Regions from separate parts of the Delphinus delphis genome. Here region 1 is linked to region 2. A link is a contact called in public Hi-C data. All regions are on one chromosome and are shown on one strand. The core of a region is the stretch at or near the end of the contact, and the rest is flanking DNA. Distances in the headings are between cores, read along the strand shown.

What was found. A called contact is a pair of places that touch in the nucleus more often than the background predicts.
Region 1: a Hi-C map of muscle shows a contact between it and region 2, with 4 times the contacts expected there. The contact joins the promoter of LUZP1 here to the promoter of TEX46 in region 2. A contact is called at or near these places in 2 of 3 Hi-C or Micro-C datasets (lung and muscle).

The regions. Positions count from the first base shown.
Region 1 is chr1:17,829,496-17,836,406 of mDelDel1.2, reverse strand. LUZP1 (leucine zipper protein 1) reads left to right here and starts at 5,207. Exons shown (of 5, transcript XM_060015818.1): 1 at 5,207-5,231. It overlaps LOC132414720 (a long non-coding RNA gene), which reads left to right. Exons shown (of 3, transcript XR_009517020.1): 2 at 2,360-2,407; 3 at 3,279-3,558.
Region 2 is chr1:17,677,427-17,683,548 of mDelDel1.2, reverse strand. It overlaps TEX46 (testis expressed 46), which reads left to right and starts at 3,463. Exons shown (of 2, transcript XM_059998799.1): 1 at 3,463-3,654; 2 at 5,145-5,342. The coding sequence starts at 3,463. The coding sequence ends at 5,342.

The DNA.
Region 1 (6,911 bases), core at 3,958-6,457, 150 kb before region 2:
AGGAAGCCTTCCCTATGTCCTGGATTCACTTAGGTCCCCACAACACGTCCCCCAAGCTCTCATTGCACCTGGGCTGATACTTTGTGAGATTTTTTTTTTTAAATTTATTTTTGGCTGCGTTGGGTCTTCATTGCTGCGCACGGGCTTTCTCTACTTGTGATGAGTGGGGGCTACTCTTTGTTGCAGTGTGCAGGCTTCTCATTGCGGTGCCTTCTCTTGTTGCGGGGCACGAGCTCTAGGCGCCGGACTTCAGTAATTGTGGCATGCGGGCTCAGTAGTTGTGGCTCGAGGGCTTAGTTGCTTCATGGCATGTGGGATCTTCCTGGACCAGGGATTGAACCCGTGTCCCTTGCATTGGCAAGCGGATTCTTAACCACTGTGCCACCAGGGAAGTCCCACTTTGTGAGATTTAATGCAGTTAATTAATGAAGTAATTAACTGTGCTTAATATTTTCTTGTCTCTCCACCGCACCAGTCTTAAGTCCTAAGAAGGCAGGGACCTTTGCTGTCTTACACATGTTAGGCTCTCAGCCATTTGTTATGAAATAAATGAAAGAGTGAAGGAATGGAGGGACTGCCAGACACTGCACTAGGGGCAGAAAGGAAGTAGAAATGAATAAGCATTGTTCCACTCCTTGAGGAGGTCCCAGGCTAGTGGGGGGTATAATATGAGCTTGTGCAAGGAAGACTGTCTTAAATATGTTAATGGGGGGTAAACATTAATGGGGATAAACACTAATGGGGAAAGCACCAAGAGATCCAAAGATGAGTGAGAATCAGTCTCAGAAGAGTGATATAATGACTTCCCTTTGAATTATGTGTTATAACTTACAAAGTGCTTAACTTACGTAAAATATGCAGGTATGTCCTTACTCCACAGAGATGGGGAAACTGCTGCTGCGAAGAGTTCAGTGACTTGCCCGAGGCCACCCAGCAATCATGGCTGCCTAAGTACACAGCGCACTCACTTTGGAATTTAGCTCTCAGCCTTTAGGAATTGAGTTTTGATGTTGTGAAGGTCTTGGTTTAGATCCCAATAGATGTGAGACTTTGGGCAGTTTACTTTACCTCCTTGAGTCTTGTTTTTCTAATCTGCAAGATAGGAATAATGACCTTCATAACCTATATGATGCTTGGTTTATAGTAAAGGATCCATAAGTGTTTGTTGAATGAATGTATGAAATACATGTGTTGGTGGGTGGTCTGAAATGTGAGAGGACTTAAAATTATGCCATTTGGGGGGTGGTAGGAGAAACTGAGGGTGATTCTATCCCTTCCCACTCTTACTTTCTATGATTCCTGTGAGACTTAAGCATTGGCCTCAACCACATTGTTCTAATTTATTGTTTGGAAACCAACAAAAGTGAACCAGCACGGGCTTGGTTAGCTTTCTTATTATATACATCTTTACTGCCTTTTTTCTGATGACCAAGTAATACATCCTCTTTGTAAAAAAATTTAAATTGCAGAAAGATATAATGAGGAGAAATGAAAGTGCAGGCAGGTTTAGGCACTGTAGCCGCAAGATGCTGTCAGATTGTTTACTCCTTGGGAGGTGGGGATGGGGCACAGGACAGGGAGCAAAAAAAGATTCTTCCTGTTTAAAGGTCTCTCCTACTGGCCTTGCTATGGTTCCTGGGAGTTCTGTTCAGAGTCTTGCCTCTGGCTATACCATTGAAAGTTCAAGTGCAGCTAAGGGCTGGGGAGACGTGAGAAGATGAGAATTGTCTGGGCTGGGGCTTTCCCTGGAATGCCATGAAGAATGAGGTGGAACCTGTAGAATTTTCTATGGCGTATGAACAGTTGGTTCAGATGCCCATTGCTGATACACCTTGTAGCTGTGTCTTCATCCTCTTTCTCCCTCTTAGCATTCAGTAGAGTCTTTTTTGAAAATTCCTGCTACACACACACACACACACACACACACACACAAAGAAACGCAAAATAAAAAGAAGGCATCGTATTTAGTTTTCTGTATTCTCCATTTTGTAATGCATATACTAAGCATATAAATTATAATTATGGGATCCTACTACTTCTGTAATTCTGCAACTTATTCTTACTCTTTTTTTTTTTTAATTTAACAATACCCGGTAGACACCTTTTCTTGCCTATTCATGAAAATCTATTCCATTCCTTTTACCAAATGAGTTTCTTATGGTTGGAACTATTACCTCCAGTCCAGAGGCCAGCACATGAGAGGCCTTACTGGGAGGCCATGTTGGAATAGTCACAGCAGCCACCATATCCTGGCATGAACTAGATGCCAGGCTCTGAACTAAGCTCTTTCACATGTTATTTCATTTGATCCTCACAGCCCCTGAATGGAATAAATACTATTATTATTCACATTTTTCAGATGAGAAACTGAGGTGCAGAGACTTGAAAGCCCAAGGTCACACAACTGGTAAGTAATGGAGCTGAGATTTGAATCCTGATCTGTCCTGTGCCAAAGCTTTTGCTCTGAATGAATGAATAAGTGGCTGATCAGTTCATGGGTCCCAGAGAGAAGGTTCTGTCTTCAGAACCTCCCCTGTATGTCCTGGGTTCTCTCTTCCAAGTGTCTGCAATGCTTGGAATCAGCACATAGCAGGGACTCAGTAAAGGCCCTTTCTTTGCCTGCAGCAATCCTGTGGCCATGCCTTCCTTTCATGGGAAGTTGAATTTTGGAATCTCTTATTCTAGAAATAAGCTGCGATTTGTTAGGGGCTCTTGAGGACCAGCCCAGGCAATTCAGAACAGCCATTTGCCTGTCCCCCCTCGCAGGAAATTAATCAGAACCCCAAAGCCCTTTCCCTCTTCCCACTGGCCAGCACTCTGGAAACACCCAGTGCCTTGCTGCAGTTCTGCTAGAAGACTGCGGAGTCGCCAAGGGCAGTTTAACACAGATCCATCTCTCTGTAAGGAAAACGAGAGGAGAGAGGCACAAGGGAGAACCGGGTCAGCTCTGCTGCAAAGGATGAGAACTTGAAGGTGTCCCCAGCCTGGACGGGTGCTGAGTGACAGAGACACTCTGGGGTATCAGCTGTGACTCTGCAGAATCCACCTGGGGTCTAAAAACTGCAGTTTCTATTCCAGTGGCCATGTTCTGCAGGGCCCCTTTCAGTGAACCTCTTCCTCTCTCAGCACCTCAGTCTTCCACTATGAAATGATTAGATGGATTATCACTAGGGATGCTATCTGGTGTTAGGAACTAGAAATAATATTGATGATAATAATAATAAGAATGAAGGGCTTCCCTGGTGGCTCAGTGGTTAAGAATCCGCCTGCCAATGTAGGGGACATGGGTTCACGCCCTGGTCCGGGAAGTTCCCACATGCCGTGGAGCAACTAAGCCTGTGTGCCACAACTACTGAGCCTGCGCTCTAGAGCCCGTGAGCCACAACTACTGAGCCCACATGCCACGACTACTGAAGCCCATGCGCCTAGAGCCCTTGCTCCGCGGCAAGAGAAGCCACCGCAATGAGAAGCCTGCGTGCCACAAGGAAGAGTAGCCCCTGCTCGCTGCAACTAGAGAAAGCCCGCGCCCAGCAACGAAGACCCAACACAGCCAAAAATAAATAAATAAATAAAATTTAAAAAAAAAGAATGAAAATAAGAATGACAGGTACATTGTGGAAAACTGTGCCTGGTGCTTTCCACACAGTGTCTTATATAATTTTAAACCGAACACCACAAGGACTGTATTAATATGCTCATTTTACAGATGAGGAGAATGAGGCTCAAAGAGAGCTAGTACGGGCCAGAACACGGGTATATAATCCCAGGGTTTTCTGGCATCAGAACCTGAGCTCCACAAACATGTGTGGGCTCTGACCTCAAGGAAGTAAGGAAGTGCTAAGAAACAAAGGGGAGGTCAGTTTGACACAAGTTAAAATGTGTTCATGCCCACATGAGAGTTAACACAATGCCATGGGTATTAAGAGTAGGGAGGGCTTCCCTGGTGGCGCAGTGGTTGAGAGTCTGCCTGCCGATGCAGGGGACACGGGTTCGTGCCTTGGCCCGGGAAGATCCCACATGCCGCGGAGCGGCTGGGCTCGTGAGCCATGGCCGCTGAGCCTGCGCGTCCGGAGGCTGTGCTCCGCAGCGGGAGAGGCCACAACAGTGAGAGGCCCGCGTACCGCAAAAAAAAAAAAAAAAAAAGATAAGGGTAGGGAGAGTAGGGAGAGTCAGCTTCTGGCTGGGAGAAACTAGGAAGAGTTGTAAACTGAGAAGAGACAGCAAGGGAAGAGCATGAGCAATGCGCAGATGTGGGAAAGCAGTGGGTGTGCTAGGGGAAGTTTGGATAAACTTTGTGTGTGTGTGTGTGTGTGTGTGTGTAAAGGTAGGAAGAGATCACACCAGGCCAGGCATTTGGCCTTTATTCCATAGGCAATAAGGAGCTTACACAAGAGATATCTCAAGAGACCAGCTATGCTGCTGCAGTCAAAGAGGAAGCAGCCCTCAGTGCATCTGGGTCTGGGCTTGTGAATGCAACCCTGTGTCAGTATGTGGGAGGGCATCTGAGGGGAGAGTGTCTAGAGCTGTGTTCTGTACCATGCTGGATCTGGGTCTTAGGCTGTCTTCAAAGGACCCCTCTCCCTTCTCTGGGCTCTAGGTACCTTGCACATAGTAGGTCCACAGGAAAATGTCATAGAATTATTGGTGGGCCCTTTGAAATCATCTGGTCATTGCCCCTTCCCATTTTAAAGAAGGCAAAAGGAGGGAACATAGATGGCAAAGGACTTATCTAGGATCACACATGGAATTAATAGCAGAGCTGGAGACTGGAACCCATGCCTCCTGAGTTCAAGCTGAGTTCCTTTTCCACACTTTGCTGAGTAATAGAAATAGTATTTTTTGAGAGATTACTCCATACTAGACCTTGGGCTAAATACCTTTACATGGATTATCTCATTTAATCCCACAATCCCCTGAGGGTGCCCCTTTTGAAAGCAGGACGTCTTGTCTTCCATTTCGATTTTCCACCGCGCGTAGCACAGGACCTGGGCACCTAGCTAATTAGGCGATAAAAACTTGGAAAAGTCCAAGTCCCGGGAAGGGGGAGAAGACAAAGGGGGAGGGACCGTCTATCAGCTCCGCCCCCACAAAGACCCCGCCTTCCAGGACGCTGACGTCACCTTCTGGCTCCGCCCCTCATTGTCAGTCTTGGGAGCCGGAGGAGGCGCCGGCCGCCGGGAGCCGAGCGCCGGAGCCCTTGGCGGGCGGGAGCGCGGGCCGTAGCCGCCGAGGTGAGGAGTCTGTGGGGAGGTGGCGGGAGCGCGGCGCGGGAGGCCGGGCGGGCGGGCGGAGAGAGGAGGGCGCCCGGAGGAGGAGGCCTGCCCCGCCAAGGGGTCGGGGTACCCAGTGGTGACCGGGCAGAACCGGCGGGCGCACCCCGGCGAGGGCTGGGGGGTTGTGGAGTTGAGGTGGGGGTAGAGTTTGAGCGGAATTTCGGAGAAGGAGCTCGGAAAGGGAGATCTTTGGAGAGAGACCTTGAGAATTCTTTTGGAGTTGGAGATTTTTCCTTTGAAGGGGGAGGGAAGGTTTTGAGAGACTTCTTGGTGGGAGCGAGAACCTGAGGAGAAATGTTAGAGGCCAAGAGCTGAGCAGAGGAGAGTTTTAGGGTCGAGTTTGGGAGTTGGGGGGTGGGGAGGCGCGCGGGGCCCGGTGGGGGCGGGGAGCGGTGCGGCCGGGCGGGGGGCCGGGACGCCGGGGAGGGGGCTGCGCGGGGCCCGTGGGCACCCGGGGAGGAAGGAAGTGATCTTACAGGAAGAGCCCGGGAGCTCCCGAGGAGGAGGAGGAGAGGTGGAGAAGGAGGAGGAGGAGGGAGGTTTGGGAGCGCTCAGGCTGGCGTGCGGGCCGGGCTGCGGGGCCCGGTGGCGGGGACGCGGGATGGGCGAGGAGGGGGTCCCGCCGCGGCCGCCGCAGCTGTCCGCCCGCAGCGCCAGCCCGTGTCCCGGCCGATGCTGGTCTCGCAGCCAGACCGCTGGGCCGGGAAGGAATTCGAGGCATTCGCTTTGTTTAAGTTGCCAGTAGACAGTCCTTAGGACTAATTAATGGTGGAATCTGCTGGGGGACGCGGGCGAGCCGGGCCGGGGCCGCCCCCGCCCGCAGCCGCGGTGAACTTTCCGCAGCGCGAGCGGCCCGCCTCCCTGCGCGCCCCCACCCTTGCCCGGGCGGGGAAAGAGCCATGGCTTCCCGGAGCGCTGGAATGAAGTGCGGTTTCTGGGGCCGGTGGCCTCGGGCTGCGAGGGCTGCTGAAGGGAACCCGGCGTCCCGGAGCGGCCGGGCTGGGGGTTCGGAGCCCGCTGTAGAGCTCCCTGGGGTGCCTGCGGTTTCTGTTAATAACCTTGGAGAAGGCTCTGCGAGCCGAGAAAGACCATCTTGCTTTGGAGCATCTGTTTCTTCGTCGCGTCAGTCCCTTTCCTAACACTGCAGAGCTTGTTGTGGCTTGTTTCGGAAATGCCGAGACCAGTGCTCACACTTGAGGGTGGGAGAGGGGAAGAGAATAGGCAGCCCCCACTTCAAAAAAAAAAAAAAAATCCCTGCAGTGTGATCTCCGTAAAGCCCGAGAGACTGCAGATTCACCGTCGCACCTTCACTGACTTGGATGACCTTGGGAAAGGAATTGTGCTTCTAGTGTTTAATCTGTCCATTAAGGAGAAAATACTCTCTGGACCTGCCTGCCTTTTTGGGGGTATTTTGAGAGGTGGGGTTTGTTCAGGGCGTTTTACGGACTGCTGCAGTTCTGGCCTAAGGAGTTGGACTGGTGTCAGAGCCTGGGGAATTCAGATCACCTATTAAGATTTTACTACCTAAGGTTAGGGAGGGAGGTGTTTGGATTTTAGGGGGATGTTTCCCTTCGGAGAATCTGTACGGTGTGTTCCAGACGGCTTTCTGTTACTTTGCGTGCAGCTTTGGCGGCATTC
Region 2 (6,122 bases), core at 2,214-4,713:
TTAGGAAATCCAGATATGAGTCCAAACGGGATTGCCATTGCCTCCGGGGCTTTGTTCATGCTCTGTCTTCTGTCTGGACCCCCTCCCCATTTGCACTTCCTCACTCGCACCTCTTCCCACTCCTATGCTCCCATCCCCACATACATGACGGCTTTCCACTCCAGGTTAATTCTTTCTAATGTCGCTGATGGTGGTGGCGGTTTATTCTTTTAATACCTCCAGGAATCCTTCACTGACCCAACACTGGAACAGGCCTTGTGTTCTTCAAGCTTATTTCCTCTAGGACACAGAGCTGTAATCGCTTTTTTACAAGTTTGTGTCTTCAAAGTATAATTCTCAAAAAATACTTCCATTTATACGTGAAGTTCAAGAACTGGTAAAACTAATCTCTAGTGATAGAATCCAATCAGTGGTTGCCTGGGATGAGGGTGGGGGTTGACTTCAAGAGAGCTGGAAAGGACTTGCTGGGGGTGATGGAAATGTTTTCTATCTTGACTGGGGCGTGTATACATTAGTCAAAACTCATTGAACTACACACGTAAAATAGGTGTATTTTATTTTATGTCGATTTTACATCAAAGAAGTTGAATTTTTTTTTTTAAACTAAGCTAACAGAAAAAAAGAGACAATTAAGTTCAGGAAAACTAAAAGCTATGCCAGAAAGAAAGTGTAATCATAATACAACACATGGTTCAGCTGTGAACTACACTGACAGGTCTATAATAACATAAGCAATGAATATTGTTTTAACCAAAGGGATAGAATTATATGGGGAGAATGGAGGAAAGAGAAACTTTGTGGAGGAGAGGGGTGAGAGGGGTTTACAGAAGAGGGGACAAAGTGGGAATGGAGGCGGTTCTACATAGGAGCTAAATACCCAGATTCCATCATGAAAAGATAGTATATAATTTCAAAATTGAGAAATTCAGAAATAACAGTATAAGCATACTACTCAGATATATCAAGATAAACACCAGGAGGAATAGCTAGAAGAGTTGAAATTGGTTGTTTGAGTCGTAGAATGTGAGGGTGGGAAGGGATGAGATAAGAGATGGAAACTTGTTTGTTTTAAACCCTGTAGTTCTATCTGACTGGCTTGCATGTTTAGTAGTTTGATAAAATTTAAAATTAGATTTTAAAAATATGCATATCCTTTGACCCAACAATTCCACTTTCAGGAAAACATTCTAGGGAAATGTTTAAGTATGTGTAGAAAGATTTAACTTTAAAGTGTTGGGCTTCCCTGGTGGTGCAGTGGTTAAGAATCCACCTGCCAATGCAGGGCACATGGGTTCAAACCCTGGTCTGGGAAGATACCACATGCCGCAGAGCAACTAAGCCCGTGTGCCACAACTACTGAGCTTGCACTCTAGAACTCGCGAGCCACAACTACTGAGCCCATGTGCCACAACTACTGAAGCCCGCGCGCCTAGAGCCTGTGCTCTGCAACAAGAGAAGCCACCTTAAGGAGAGGCCTGTGCACTGCAACGAAGAGTAGCCGCCTCCGCTCGCTACCACTAAAAAGAAAGCCCTCATGCAGCAACGAAGACCCAAGGCAGCCAAAAGTAAATAGATAAATAAATTTATTTTTTTAAAAAAGTGTTATCTCAGGTCCCTAAGACCCAACAAGTGACAACTAATTGAATATATTAGAATAACATAATCATTAAAATTTACATTTGAACATAAAGAACTCCCATACAAAATAGTGAGCACATGTCAAAGATTTATTTAATTCATTCTTTGTTTTTTTAACTTTTTTAAAAAATTAATTTATTTATTTTTGGCTGCGTTGAGTGTTGTTGCTGCACACGGGCTTTCTCTAGTTGTAGCGCAGGGGCTACTCTTCATTGCGGTGGCCTCTCTTGCAGAGCACGGGCTCCAGGCACCCGGGCTTCAGCAGTTGTGGCATGTGGGCTCAGTAGTTGTGGCTTGTGGGCTCTAGAGCGCAGGCTCAGTAGTTGTGGAGCACGGGCTTAGTTGCTCCATGGCTTGTGGGATCTTCCTGGACCAGGGATCGAACCTGCGTCCCCTGCATTGGCAGGTGGATTCTTAACTACTGCACTACCAAGGAAGTCCCTTAACTCGTTTTTGAGAGAACAGCAGGAGGATAAAGATGGGTCAAAGGAAAATATGAGAAACATAATATAGTCACTGGTCAGTGGAACACAGAATGCTGGAATAAGACTGCAAAGTTGAATAAGAAAAAAAATAATGTCCTACAAGGCCATAAAACTGTAAACTTTGAGGTTATCTTTTCTGTCAGACAGAATTCATTTGCATCTATTTGGAAACAAAAATCATTTGCAACTTATCCATTTTTTTTCCCAGAAGTAACTAATTCATTAAAAATTTTTAATTTAATTCACTGTAAATTAATTTTTTAAATTGTAGTAAAATACATATAGCATAAAATTTACCATCTTAACCATTTTTAAGTGTACAGTTCACTAGTGTTAAGTCCGTTCACATGGTTCTGCAAAGAATCCGCTTACATGGTTCTGCAAAGAATCTGAAGAACCCTTTTCATCTTGTAAAACTCTGTACCCACTAGACGACAACTCATCATTCCCCTCTGCTCCCAGCCCCTGCCAACCACCATTCTACTTTCTGTCTCTATAAATTTGACCGCACTAGATAGCTCATATAAGTGAATCAAATAGCTTTTGCTTTTTGCTTATTTCACTTAGCATAATGTCGTCAAAGTTCATCCATGTTGTAACGTGTCAGAATTTCCTTCCTTTTTAAGGCTAATCCCACTGTATGTATATACAACATTTCGCTTATCCATTTATCTGCTGATGGATTTTGGGGTTGCTTCCACCTTTTGGCTATTGTGAATAATACTGCTATGAACGTGGGTGTACAAATATCTCTTCAAGACCCTGCTTTCAATTTTTGGGATATACCCAAGTGAAATTGGTGGAGCAACTTTTCCATCTGACTTTACAGAGTCAGGACCCTAATCAATATTAAATATTAAACCCAATAAAATTTCCTTCCCCTAAAGCATCAGGTGACAAACAAGTGGGCCAGTTAGCCAATATCCTAATATGACTGTGAACGAGCTTGCAGAAATCTTCTTGCCTTATTTCCAAGTTTTGGATAATTTTTCTTCGCTGTCTCCCTCTCTACAAGGGTAGAGGCTCTGTACTGCTGGCCAGTTGATCCCCAGCGACTAGGCCCAGAAGTACTGTTGAATGACTGAGGTATCATGAAAGCCTACATCATTTGGCTGTTGTGAGGATGTCATGAGATGATGCTTGTGAACTGCCTGTCAAAGTCTGGCACATAGTGGCTGCTTAAGACCTAGGAGTAGTCAGTATTATTGTTATGCGGCAGCTGGGGGTGGGGGCCGGTTATGACTCAGAGGAGGGGGCAGCCATGACTCCTGTCATGGAGGGCAACTGTCCCAGATGGGAGACAGGCAGGGCCTTGGGGCCTGGGTGCTTCCAAGCCATAATGCTGGGGGAGCTAATGTCTCTTTTTAGGAATCTCCATGGGACATTTGCTTCCTCAGGCACCATAGGAGCACTGATGGCTTGGCTGATCAGCTATAAGCCAGCCTTGTTTGGGTTCCTATTACTTCTGCTGTTGCTTAGCAACTGGCTGGTCAAGTACGAACTCAAGCCCACGCCCCCAGAGCCCCAGCAGGTGAGCAAGAGGGACCTTAGCTTCAGCTGAGAGTGATGGGATAGTCGCAGCCAGACTGGGGGGTGGGAAGACAGAGAAGGTGTCAGGACAATGCAGCAAGACGAAGGAATCCGACTCTGGTCTAAGACCTTGCTCTGCAGCTCCCTCTTGGGTGATAGAGGACAAAGCACTTCCTTCACAAAGTTTCAGTTGCCTCAGCTGAAGAATAGGGCCCATCCCAGACTCTTGTACTTCATGTTTGATGACAACATGCTTTGACAACAGTAACAACTGCTTTAAAGTGGGAAAAATTAAAATGGATAAATTTAAAAACATGTATAACGTAGATAAATCTCTAAAACTGAATAATGAAGACAGCAGAAATGTACCTAGATTATGACGTCTTTTATGTAAAGTTAAAAAACATGCAAAACAATATCCTGCCTAGTTTATGGATGCCTATGTATAGTGAAAGTACATTAAGGCAGGATTTCTCAGCCTCTGCACGATTGACATTTGGGGCTGGATAAGTCTTTGTGATGAGAGACTCTCCTGTGCAATGCTGAATTTTTGGCAGCATCCCTAGCCTCTACCCACAAGATGCCAGTAGCACTCCTCACGCCTCTTGTGGCAACCAAATATTTCTCCAGACATTGCCAAATGTCCCCAGGGGAGGGCAAAATAGCCTCCCACTGAGAACTGGTGTAAAGTGGTGTAAAGAAATGCATGGAAAAAATAAATACCACATTCAGGATTGCAGTTGAGATAAGGTTCAGGGAGGGAGGGGAACACTCTAGGAGCAGAATCCACAGAGGACTTCAGTTACCGTTGTGATATTTTAGGGATCATGGGTATTTGTTGTAATATTTACTTTTTTTGCATGTCCGAAATATTTAATTCTTAAATGGTTTTAAAGACTAGGAATTTGTAGCTGAATCCTAAAAAAAAAAAAAAATTGTGTCCTTACCAACTGCATGCAGTGGTGGGGGAGGGAGCAGATAAAGATGACAGAGATAAGAGCATTTCATGAGACCACTGAGACTTGGAGATTTTATGAGGCCTGACTAAACTCTCAAAGAGGCATGTTGAGAAAAGCACAAGCTCTGGAGACACATATATTTGGGTTAAGGGTTTTAAGTCCTCCGTGGGTGCAGATTAGCCGGCCGTTTCACTTATTCCTGTGAACCAAAGGCAGCTCTGGATCCTGGGAGTTTGGGGACTTTCATGCAGGCTGGGTGATGCTGAGAAAGGGACCTTCCCTCACTGGGCCCCATTCTCTCACCCACAAGATGTGGCAAAGAGGATCTCCTTAGATGCTGGTCGTGAAATTGATTGAGATGATTGTAACTCAACTGGCATGGGAAAGGATTATCACTATTAACCAACTTTTCCTCTTTTCGTGGTGATGGGGAGTTTAGGAAGAGAAGACAAAGACTTGTGAGGCCAAACCCAAGAGCAACTGCCTGAATACAAAAGAAGTGGAGAGGCTGCACACCTGCTTTGCCCTCCAGGACAAGATCCTTGAACGGCTTATGTTCAGTGAAATGAAGCTGAAGGTCTTAGAAAATCAGATGTGCATTGTATGGAATAGAATGACTCACCACAAGCGGTCAAGCCGACGGTGGACTTTTCCAGCGGGGAAACACAGAATGAGGAGACGGGAATCTATGTTCTCCATCATCTCTGACTGCACTTCCAATCCCCCCTAACGAGGTCCCAGAGACTGTGGTGGGCTAGCCTCTTCTGTTGTTACCTTTCCTCAGTAAAGCCCAGTCAGAGACCATTGAATTTTCTTAGTAAATCACACTGGAGAGGAGGATTAGAGGCTGAAATTCATCGCCTCTTGAAAAGAAGTTTGTGCTCACCAGGTCAGCCACATAGCACCCTATGACACAACCTGATGGGAGCTCTTGAACCCAGCCCTTCCTCTCTTTCAGTTGGACCACCTTGACCCTGGTCCAGGGCCCTCTACCTGTTCACCTTGAGTCTTTCAACAGCCTCCCCAGTGCTGTCCCAGCCTCCAGTCTCCCCCTCCCCCTGCACTCAGAGGCCACAAACAAGCCCTGCCAAGCACAGCTCTGAGCATGATCATTGCCTATTCTTGAGCCAACGCCTTGCCGTGATTGACAGAATAAAAGCCACACTCCTCACCATGGTGTTCAGGCCCCCCATGATCTGACCCCCTTCCCAACCTTTTTCCCCCATTATTCTCCCTCACATGCTTTTTACTCTATACCAGAGTATCCTGAACATCAGCCAGTAGTGTACCACCTTTGTGATTTTTGCCATAGCTGTGAACCACCTGAATGCGTAACTAAATATTGTCCCTTTAAATCAACTATATTTTCCTTAATAAATTTATCTGTAAAGGAAAATAATAATAAAAAATTTATCTGTAAGTTAAAAAAAAAAACCAGTATCATTGTTTGAAATAGAACCTAACAGTCAAAATAAAGACAGTGAAAACAAAACAATGTTGTGAAGTTCCA